3 separate regions of the Zea mays genome follow, and regions 1 and 3 are each linked to region 2. A link is a contact called in public Hi-C data. All regions are on one chromosome and are shown on one strand. The core of a region is the stretch at or near the end of the contact, and the rest is flanking DNA. Distances in the headings are between cores, read along the strand shown. Region 1 holds the start of LOC100272875. Region 2 holds the start of LOC103642126 (WUSCHEL-related homeobox 4-like). Region 3 holds the start of LOC100283284 (cysteine protease 1).

Region 1 (3,756 bases), core at 69-2,568, 210 kb before region 2:
CCTAGGAAGCACGTGGGTACAAGAGCACTTTGAGATCTACCAACTCCCTCATACAAGAATGAGATTTAGGACAGAAAAGACTGCATGCATGCTAATTAGGCTCCCTTAAACACTTTCTAGTGAGCAGAGGGAATATAAGCAACTCTGTTTGAGATACATCTTGAAAGCAACAATTGCATAAGAGTTATTGCACGAAAGAAGCAAGCCAAGCATGTTAGGTACATCCTTGAAGCACTGGTCAACACAGATCCCGTAAAAATATCAACAAAAGTAACTTTCCACAGGCACATCTTTTCTGACTTACAAAACCCGAGTAATGACTATCAAGATAAGACAGTCAGAGACTGGTAGCCTAATACACGACCATATCTGACCCTTAAGTCCTTGTGACCGGTACTCTCTCCACGAGCTAAGTACAAAATCACCAAGCGGAAGGATAACTTTATGACAGCAAATACCAGTAACTCGACATACAGACAATTCCAAATGCTGTCATCTTGACGCTACAATGGAATCCAAATCAGGAATATACTAATCGGTACATTCCAAAGTGGCATTGAACAAGCCTTTGACATTAGAAGTCATTCATTCAGTCAAATCAAAGGCAAATACAAAATCTTACATTTTCCATCCCAAGTTCTAAGCACCAGCAGGAAGTTAACCAAACCACGGCAGACCGAATCAGCAACAGCCCTTAGAGCACAAGCAATTGGGGGCAAACAAACTCCAACTCGAGCATCGATATCTTCCACCTCCAGATGATGCTACCTAAGCACTAGTAACTCTTAACAAAAGCCACCTAGTTATTACATCTGCCGCTAGCTAACCACACAAACCAGGGATGTAGCTACTAGCTAGCTCGAGAAGATTCCTGAAATCGCACACTAATCTACTTCCAACCAAAAAAAAAAACACCGACGGGTGAAGCGGCTCGCACGGACGGATTGATGCTGCAAGCCTAGTGTTTAGGGGTTTAGGGACGAAGGTTACCGACGGCTCCGCCGACCGCGCCACCGATAGCAATTCCGGCACCCACGCGCGCCAGGCAGCTGTCACTCCTCGCCATCACCTCCTCTGATCCTGTTGGGCTTGTAAATAGATCGGATCCGAGTAGAAATAGCTAGATAGCTTAAGTTAGGGTCATTGGGTCCTCGGTTTTTCGCACAGAAGTAAGGGAAAATAGGGTGGGTAGTATACCTGGTGGGAAATCGTCGCCGGCAAAGTGCCCGACGAAGTCTTGCGGCGGCGGCGGCGGTAGCACAGTCGTCGCCGAGACAGAGGAGCGCAAGACGAGGTGGACGGGTGAAGAAAATCAATTGGTAGATTCCTCACCTGGTTTTTTTTTTGGTGTGTGAAAGGGGCCGAGAAATTCCTGCTGGGCCTCGACGGGCCCTTTCAGCCGGGCCGAACGCCTTTCAGAGCATGCACAGAACATCACCAAGCCGGCCCAGGGCTTGAACTGGTTCTGGTCCAGGCTTTTATACGAACGGGAAAAAAGTCTATTATAATCTTTCGGACTATTTGTAATTCGAATTTTCTCCTAAAACTCTAAATCTCTACTGACTATTAAGTCTCAACCGTAGACTGCCCCCGCTCCCCTCCACCCACCGCAAAAATCGGCGCAGTCCGTTCGCCCGCGACCCCGCCGCAATCCCTCCTCCTCCGTGAGCCGGTCGCCGTGGCTCACCATCACCTGACGCAGCTGCTCCGCGGGGATGGACCCGCTGCAGGCGTCGTCGAACACATCGAAGCACTCGGCGAGGCATGCCTCCGACTGCCTGGCGCCCATCTTGCGTGCCGCCACGGCCAGGAACGCCGCGAGGGCGCGAGGCCGATGTCGCCGGTGCCCGCGGCGACGCCCGCGTCCTCCAGGAAGTGCCACGCCTCCGCCTCGTCCACGTTCTGGCCCAGGGAGCGCAGCGCCGTCACGAGCTCGCCCGTGGCGATGCGACCTGCAAGCCTACCGGCCGGGAGCAACAAAGAAGCACGCACGCACATATGAGTTGAGTGAGGCTCGGAGTGCGCGCGCGGTGGATAGGAGTTCGATGGGATGGCGACTTGCCGTCGTCGTCAGTGTCGAACAGGTCGAAGATTTTCTTGCACTCGTCCACCTGTTCCGGCGTCAGCTTCTCCGCCATGTTGCTCACCCGAGCCAACCTCAGCCGCTTCCTCTTGCTATGGATGCTCTCGATGAACAGTGCAGAGCTTTCTTTTATTCTGATTCGATTTCGTCAGATCAAAAGAGTAAACAGCAAATTCCGATCTGGCAGGCCACTGGCCACCTTTTCCTTGTCCTTGTTGGTCATCAGAAAACAACGAGACAATGACCTATAACATCGGTGCACCGCACTTAATCAATTTAAGTGTCGTCGCCCAGTTTTGTTAAAAGAGACGTCTCGTCCACCTCTTGAACAATAAATGAGGAAGAAAAAATGCAAGGCCTCCATGATTCAACCTGTTTGCAGTGACTACTGAAAGAATAAGAATGATTCACGTTGACAGTGATCAAGTTTGGAAATCACTTCAAAAAGAAATTAATTTCAGATATATATCAAGTTGTACATAAAAAATAGCACTGAAACTAAATTACAGATGTCACATCATTTTTATTCCCTATATATATTGTGACTATGCAAATAATCCAACAAGGACATTCCCAAAAACAGAATTAATGGGAAGGGCATATTGCAATTGTACACTATGCCAGCATGAAATGCAATTCCTTTCTGGAGCAGCAGTGTACACACAAAAATTCATGTATTCTCTCAAATGGTAAGCTGTCAAAGTCATCACTTGTAGTACTGGTATAGACTGAAACCTTGGAGGTCAAATCTTTCACATTTATTCTCTTAAACATTGATGACAGTGTCACGCTGATTACCAGAAAAATTCCTGCCAATGGTGAACTAATACAAGCTTTCTTTTTCCTTGAATACTGATGGTTTCACCCATTTCGATTTCAAGATACAAAAAATATAATTGTGGGAGATGAACTACTTACTGTTCCATTCCAGTCAGCACGGTAAACCTCTCCATATGATTCTATTGAAGGAAGTAAATCAATCAATAGTTTTCACGCACAACTCAGGAAATTGCAAGTTCATGAAACCAACCCACTCCTATTCAACTAATAAAAAACATGTCCATCAAATCTAACAACTTGACTATACAAGGAAAACAAGAACAACTAAATTATTCAGAGCAAAGGAAAATCTTGCACGACGACGATAAAATGTAGTCCGCCTAAACGTGTGTTTCCATCAGTACAATATAGGAATACACGCCAAAGTGCGATCGTGGCAACAAGTGGGAGTGCAAACATGGTCGAACAAGGAAGTGGGTTGGAACAAAGCCGGTCGATCCCAAGGTTCATTTCCAATGGTAATTGTCAAAAAACTTTATTGTGGTTATATATTTTCTCAACCCTGAATGCCCTGTCTTTTACTTGGATTGTATTTTCACGAACCAGTTGATGACGACGATGAGGGTGTCATATTCGGAGAGGATAATGATGAGAACGAGAGATATTTTTAAGTGGGAACATACAATTCAGTCTGGTGTTCCAATTGACTTAAAAGAGTATTTTCTCAATACCACGTTCTCAACAGTTTATTTTTTTCTATGATAACCATTGTATATAATATAGTTGATCAAACATTATTCTATAGGGTTAATACTAGCTACTTCGTTCTATATTGACTCTTTAAAATAGTTTGTGCGATATTGATAATGTTTGTCACACAGATTCTGTATATT
Region 2 (4,022 bases), core at 530-3,029:
CTCTTCAATATAGCACTTGCGAGGCTTTAGATGGCTTAAAGTTGTTGCGATGAATGTATGAAGGTTTGCTCTAGCTCTTGTGTCTTTAACGTGTTGGTTGTGTGTGTATTTATAGGCCCCAACTACACATATAGCCGTTGGAATTGAATGGGCTTATATATATGCACAGTTTGCGGGGACTTGCATCAGACCTTGCACAAAGATGGTTGTTAATTTGTAGCTCGCTTCTACTCCCTCATCTTAATTCTTTCTTCCATATCAGCATTTAGCCGGCTTATAGCCAACTATTATATTTGTTCTTATGGAACTAGAATAAAAAATGTTTATGTATTATATTATAGGACGGAGGGAATAGTTGGTGTACCTTGTTGTGGGTCACAAGATAAAATGCATATGCATGGCTAGCTGTGCAGTATCCTGTTCAAGCTAGTAGTAGGTCTAACGGTGGATGGCGGCGCTAACTCCGAGGTCAACCTCAGCATCCATCATGCTGGTTCTCGCTTTCTCGTTTGCATGCATGCCTTTTCCAATCATATATTAGCGTGTTGCAGCCTCACTGATGATGGTCTGATATTAGAGGTTTTTTAGATGGTCTAATCTTGACAGGGCCTATGTGCCTAGCTACATATAGCTAGGAATGGCAAAACCAGTCTTATTAGATTGTGGCAAGAGATATGCATGCATCGTCTCTTTAATTTGTTGGCCTTCACGCATCTGGTTTTGTGATGCGCAATCATGCAGATGGGGTGCAGGCCAGTTTACAGACAAGGGAGCGAGATGAGTGTCGTCGATCCAACGAAAACGATATCATTCATTCATACAGATAGAGTAGACAGTAAGGCCCCGTTTGGTTTGGGGTGACTAAAGTTTAGTGACTAAAGTTTAGTCACTTTTAGTCTCTAAAGAAGCAAACATAGTGACTAAAGTGGGGTGACTAAACTTTAGTTCTTTAGTCACTAAGGGGTGACTAAAATGGACTAAAGTAGTATTTTTACCTTATTTGTCCTCTCCACTTTCTTCTTATAGCAAACATCCATTAATTAATAGGGGTAAAATAGTCATTAGTCACAACAATTAATGCCCTTTAGTCCGGTTTAGTCACTCGAACCAAACGGGGTACTTCAGCGACTAAATTTTAGTCACTAAACTTTAGTCTAGTGACTAAAGGAACCAAACAGGGCCTAAGTAAGATACCAATACCAAGAGATCGAGGCTAATTAGCACATTTAAAATGGAGGGACTAGAAGGTTGCTAAATAAATTACTTGCTCTGGTTGCTGAATAAACTCTTTTTAAAAAGAACAGTACTACCTGATGAACTTTACTATACTCCGACCTGCAGCTGCAGGTACAGAAGACACGAGCTTTCTATACATCTGAAGACTGAAGTAGTGAGAAGCGTCCTCCATTTTGATTAGCGAGGTGAAAAAGCTAGCTAGCTGTCGCGTGATCTGGTAACATGCACTCCGAATACTCTAGTTATTAGGTGAAGATTAACCGGGTCGTAGCTAGGCTGGATTCAAACTCCCGCTTTAACAGCATGCGAACGTACAGAGCGGGGAGAGAGAGAGAGAGAGTCGATATATATTCTCCCCATATATTCCTTGTCAATCGTCATGAATTTCGACAGGAAAGGTGAAAAGAGGGCAGCTCCATGCGAGAGAATTTTACCTTTTCACCTTTATTACTGCTCCTGCTTTTCGTGGCTCCGCTGATGATTGCGATTCACCACCACCACCACCACCACCGCTCTAGCTGCTGACGCCCTTCCGATCCATCAGCAATCTCCACATTCCCTGTCGCCCGCCGGCCCCAAGACCATGAGCTAGCTAGAGCACGCCTTTACCTCGACATGCATGGTCGTCTCGGTCGATCGCACAACACTCAAACCCTCGCTACGGCTACGTACAGCACCGGCCTTCTTAGCTTTCTTTCTCCAGCGATCGATCGTCTCCGGCCGGCCGGCCGGTCTCCCCATATATAAACTCGCGAGGACGCTCGATCCCTTCTCGTCTAGTAGTCGTTAGCATAGCCCTAGCCCTCAGCTTTCCGTTTTTACATATAGTACGCACTCTCTCGCTCGATCCGCTACATCGGTCGCGCGCCTAGCTCTACAAAGTTTGAAGCTTTGTAGCTCTACATCTACAGAGTTCATTAGCATGAGGCTTCACCATTTCCATGTGGCTTACTTGGATAAAGCGGCAGGCTCGCCGCCGCCGTCGTCGTCACCACCATCCATCTCACCAGCATCTCACAGTCACAGCTCGTCGTCTGCTGCCACCATCGTCCCTCTGGCCCTCCAGCAATACTGTCTACGCCCGCTTGCGCCCAAGATCTCCTTCCCTGAGGCGAGGAAGATGGTCGTCCTTCCTGAGTTCGCTCGCGTCAGGAATGCTTCTTCGAGGCTGCTAAACTGCACGGTTAGGCTATAAACCAAAGAGAGAGCCCATGTACTAGCTAGCTAGGAGGACAGTAGTAGAAACACATATCTCTAGCATGCATGGTGTACGTACGTATCTCTTAATTTTCATTGTATCAAAGCTGCAGGTGCAAGTGCCGCCGACGACGACGACGGTGGGTGGCACGACGCGGTGGAACCCGTCGCCGGACCAGATAAGGGTGCTGGAGATGCTGTACCGCGGGGGGATGCGCACGCCCAACTCGTTCCAGATCGAGCAGATCACGGAGGAGCTCGGCAAGTACGGCCGGATCGAGGGCAAGAACGTCTTCTACTGGTTCCAGAACCACAAGGCCCGCGAGCGCCAGAAGCAGAAGCGAGCTGCCCTCCTCACCCTCAGCACCACCACCACTGCTTCCACGCTGCTACCACCAGCTGCTGAAACCAAGGTATATAACTATATATGCATTGCAGCAGCTTGCGTTATGTATATATGCATTGCATGCATAAATTTAAATGCAGTGAACAGCTAGCAGTATCATCATATGTACGTACGTATGCATGCATGCAGGAGGGAGTGGAGACGAAAAAAGAAGAAGCGTGTGAAGATGCATCGAGCCGCAAGCGGAGGTGCAGGGCCTGGGAAGATGTCGTCGTCCATGGTGGCGGCGACGATGCCGGTACGGAGGTAGCTGACGACTACTACACCGACGACGATGTGACCCTGGAGCTCTTCCCGCTGCGTCCTGATCAGGGGAAATAAAGCTAGCTAGCTAGCTAGCTAACTAATTAAGTAAGGCGGACAAGCGTACGTATATGCGTAAAGTATATGCCCGATCCATGTCTATGTCCTCTCGGTCGTTCCATGCATGCATGTTCCCCTGGATCGGGCTGCTGTTCGTGCGAACACTAAACACTTTGGTCATTGGCGCGTTGCATCCACGTGTGTGCTTTGTATGGTAATAGTGTGGACTAATGGACATGCTTGGATTGCTCAAACGTACGCTTCTAGTGACAGTGAGTGGTCAAAAGTGTCATTGACTCAATAGTACTTCGTTTAATTTGTTCAGCCTACTACACCACCCATGAGACAAATCAAATCAAGGGAAGGTTAGATTGATGTCGGGTTGCCAACTAACACCACATGTGATGTCATGTTGCTAACTAACCGACACTGAAAAAGCTCATTTAACTTAGCTCATATCTGGGCGCCAAAGTTGATGACATCACTATCAAGTGGGCCATGCTAAATAGGGTGCCACTATACATGACACGGTTTATAGTGCTTCAACAAGGCACAATGCGATCCATATACGGTTTGTGCCATGTAACACCCAAAATTCCTATTTTTCAGAATTACATAAATTTCTCCAAAAGATTATTTCAACTGTTGCTTTTATGTGAATTCTACAGATAAAATATTTTTTCTTAAGATAAATGAGTGGGTAAATATTACATTTTGTCTATTCATTGCATGCTTGAGCATTTATTCTTGTTTGCATGAATTTAAATTTGACTTTGAATTTGTTTGATTTGAATTTGAATTCAAAAATGAAAATTAAAATTGAAAAGGAAACACAGAAAGAAAAATAACTCACCTCGTGGATCTGTTCTCTCCTTTCCCC
Region 3 (3,821 bases), core at 1,310-3,809, 130 kb before region 2:
TATAATTAGTTGAGCTGATTTCAAAATGAATATGAAAATACATAGTCCACCATGTAGTTTGATCTATAATTATATGAAATTGTAATGATGAAGCTCGTGCTGCGGATAGCAGCTCACCATACACAATGTTTTCATTAGTGAACCAATGCCGACGTCCTTCAAGTGGATGAGGGACCTGCAAAAGCACAATTAGTACGTCTTGTTAGATATGCACAACAGTTAATGTATAAAATATGCAAGGTGCTTAACAACAATACAAATGTCTTGCAACCGTGATTCCGTGAATATGTGTTAAGCACGCCATGTAATGGTAATAGATGAGAAAACTTTTGTTAGGACATTTCATCGAACACCCTCCGCGCACGGCTGAGAACAATTCTACCTTGCTTTCCATTTACGTACATGGCAATACATGGGGATGTATTTTGAAGAATAATTGGAGAGACGGCGACATACGATAGATATTAAGATTGTACGAAAATGATATGATATTCAGATTCATTGGCAAGATTTATTGCATGACTACACTTCATAAATAAATAAATTTAGTGATAAAAAACCACTAAGGCTTATGGAGCATCAACATGGATAAGTGTACCATGTTGGCACATCAGGGTCATATGACTAGGGATAAAAATTATTATACACGAGAATAATATGCTATTAAGATTTATCGGAAAAAGGAAGTTCTGGGGAGGAAATAAAAAATAATAAAAACATAACACGCAGTCGACGAATGGCGTCTTACTCGTGTGGAAAACAGGATAATTTTAGACATAATTACCTCGCTGGTGTAGTCCTTAAGGAGCAAGGGTACTTCTCAACATGGTTAAAAACGAAGCTGTCATGAAGATTTTAAAATACAAATTCAATCCTTTATGTATCGTTAATAAAATAAATTCGCAAGGCGTGCTTGAGCTGAGGATATGAGAAAGTGTATAAATTGATTCTTACAAAGTTCAGTTTCGTTTGTCAATGAGTTGCTTGGATGTTCATTTTCTGGTGCTTTTGTCTGCAGAACCTGATCTAAGGAGACTATAGAAGGAGGGGAAATGCAGAAATTGGGGAAAATAAAAAGGAAAGCACAGAACCTATCCTCTGGCCGATTTGGGATAAGTGAAAATGGGTAATGGGACTTGGCAAACACCGAATAGAACACAAACCCAACAGGTCAGATGTGTGGAGCTGGTGTGCTGCCCAAAGGGAATGTGGGGCCGTGGGGTGTCGAGGGAATAAGAAGATGGGAAATTGGGGAGACAGCCGAAGCGGAAGAAGGCAGATCCGCCGCAAGCACACAACTTGGGGAAAAAGAAAAGCGAACCTTTTTTCTAATTTGACAACTCGAGGAAGAAGCGGAGCCGATGAAGAAAGCGACGAATTTCTCAGAGCGGATGATGTCGTAAGGACGAAACGATGGAAGATGAAGCAACTTGAAGATGGAAGATGCGGATGGAGCGAGGAGGAGGAGGGACGAGATGGCAAGAGTGAGGAGAGGCGGTCGCAGTCAAAGCGTCCAGAAGTCTCGAGAGGCGAAGGTAACGAGGGAGTGAGGAGAGTCAGTACTAAAGTCTCGAGAGGCGAAGGTGAGCCATTGATTTACAATCAAGTAGCTAGGAGAATTTCTACCGACGTGGATAGCGTCAGTAACACCGTTTTGAAACGGCTTTCATATATCTACTATATAAAGTCTCAACAACATACTTTAAATTTTATCCTATCTTATACTCCATTTCTTTTTCCAGCCATATTAATAAAAAGAAAATTCCAACGTACTATTTTTTCATTAATGTGTAGAAGCAGTATTGGACTGGTTGGGAGTCTGACGGGACCAGCGCATTCACCATAGCTCGTACTGTAGCATGGCAGGAGGCAGCGTATGTCAGCCAATAACCGATCGAGCGTCCAACCGTCATGCGCTACCGTATACAGCAAGCGCCAGAATTGGCGGATCAGCTGCAGACTCTATTTTAGCGGAAGTTGTTGGAGATAAAAACGAGATTGGGAAACTTTAAATTTAAAGTATTTCTTGCTAGAGATAGTAAATGGTACTCTATGTAAATATCGATTACCGATATTATCAGTATGTATTCGAATTTGATCCGTCTAAACGTGTTGATATCTAATTTATATTTGAGTCGGTATTCAATATTCAATTCGTATTTTATTTATATCTATATTTATACACTTAAAGTTAGATATTGAAGATATCAATATCTATGTAAATCTTACCCGTCACAAATCGATAATACTGTATCCCATTTGAATAGGAAAATAAAATAAAAATTAAAAATAAATATGAACCATTAATATCAGTTCGTAGCCCACACAGTCGGGTAAGAATAAAAAAGGTCGCCCTCATCCAATCCAATCCAACCTGTCCACTTCCGCTCCACAACCCCACGACCAATAAAAAACCAACGGAAAATATCGTACAGCTGACTGGTCCAGTAGATTAGATGCGAATGAATTTAAAAAAACAAGGGGATCACGGAATCTGGGCCCACCGCTCCCTCGCCCACTTGTATTAAAAGGAAGGGCCTCCATCTCAACTCTCATCCATCTGCTCTGCTCCGGTCCGTTCCGCTCCTTCCTCCCCCTATCTAGCTAGCCTTCCCGTTCCTGCATCGCGGCGGAGATGGGCGCCTCCACCACGCCGCTCGCGTCGGCGGCGGCGCTGCTTCTGCTGCTGCTCGCGCCGCTCGCCGCGGCGGCGGACAGCATGTCGATCGTCTCCTACGGCGAGCGGAGCGAGGAGGAGGCGCGGCGGATGTACGCCGAGTGGATGGCGGCGCACGGCCGGACCTACAACGCCGTCGGCGAGGAGGAGCGCAGGTTCGAGGTGTTCAGGGACAACCTCCGCTACGTCGACGCCCACAACGCCGCCGCCGACGCGGGCGTCCACTCCTTCCGCCTCGGGCTCAACCGCTTCGCCGACCTCACCAACGACGAGTACCGCGCCACCTACCTCGGCGTCAGGAGCAGGCCGCAGAGGGAGAGGAGGCTCGGTGACAGGTACCTGGCCGGCGACAACGAGGACCTGCCGGAGTCCGTCGACTGGCGGGCCAAGGGCGCCGTCGCGGAGGTCAAGGACCAGGGCAGCTGCGGTGAGCTTCCATATCGATCTCCGCCCTTCCACTTTCTTCTTTTTTTTATCCCTCTCCTGCTTCTGAATCAAGAATAATTCTAGATAGAACATGGGGAAAACTGTCAAGTCTGCTCATCCACAACTTGCGGTAGTTTGTTACTGTTATCCACATGAACAGAGAGAGAGAGAGAGAGAGAGAGAGAGAGAGAGAGAGAGCAGGGGACTAGCTGAAGGTCAACGCTCAGCTTCACGTTCTGCGATTCGTTAGCCGGGCACCAAAACGGGTGGGTGGTTGCGCAGATGCCACGCGTATATAGATTAGCATGCACTTGAATTCGAGACACACTAACAAATAAAACTATTTAAAAATATTCCATTTGGTACTGGTACTGGTACTGGTTCTGTGTCTTGTGCGTGGGCGTGACAAATATTAGTAGAACGATTTTCGCTACGGAAGGTGGAAAAGTGATCCGTGTATTTGATCTTTATTGCCTTGCATGAAGGGGGACACATACTATGTAGGTAGGTTCATCGAACATGGACATCACCTTTAAACCTTGCGAGGCAGTGACCTTCCTGGAAGGAGCAACCAAGAAAGATATTTACACTAGCAGTCGCTGTCTAGCTGACAAGGTGGCTGGGCCAATATGCTCACTTCATTCATGATTCCAGATAGTAGGCTCTTGGAGACGACTTTCATCACGGATTCACGGCTCTTGTGACCGTTTCACGTTTC

What was found. Hi-C and Micro-C count contacts between places; a contact is called where the count stands out from the background.
Region 1: a contact with region 2 is called in a Hi-C map of leaf, with 2.1 times the contacts expected there. The contact joins the promoter of LOC100272875 here to the promoter of LOC103642126 in region 2. A contact is called at or near these places in 2 of 25 Hi-C or Micro-C datasets (both in leaf).
Region 3: a contact with region 2 is called in a Hi-C map of leaf, with 5 times the contacts expected there. The contact joins the promoter of LOC100283284 here to the promoter of LOC103642126 in region 2. A contact is called at or near these places in 10 of 25 Hi-C or Micro-C datasets (bundle sheath, ear, leaf and 3 more).

The regions. Positions count from the first base shown.
Region 1 is chr10:147,777,243-147,780,998 of Zm-B73-REFERENCE-NAM-5.0, reverse strand. LOC100272875 reads right to left here and starts at 1,318. Exons shown (of 4, transcript NM_001327982.1): 1 at 1,198-1,318; 2 at 991-1,120. The coding sequence starts at 1,066. It also overlaps the pseudogene LOC103642941.
Region 2 is chr10:147,566,222-147,570,243 of Zm-B73-REFERENCE-NAM-5.0, reverse strand. It overlaps LOC103642126 (WUSCHEL-related homeobox 4-like), which reads left to right and starts at 1,779. Exons shown (of 3, transcript NM_001301461.1): 1 at 1,779-2,419; 2 at 2,547-2,846; 3 at 2,969-3,321. The coding sequence starts at 2,159. The coding sequence ends at 3,160.
Region 3 is chr10:147,700,037-147,703,857 of Zm-B73-REFERENCE-NAM-5.0, reverse strand. It overlaps LOC100283284 (cysteine protease 1), which reads left to right and starts at 2,559. Exons shown (of 5, transcript NM_001156186.2): 1 at 2,559-3,104. The coding sequence starts at 2,636.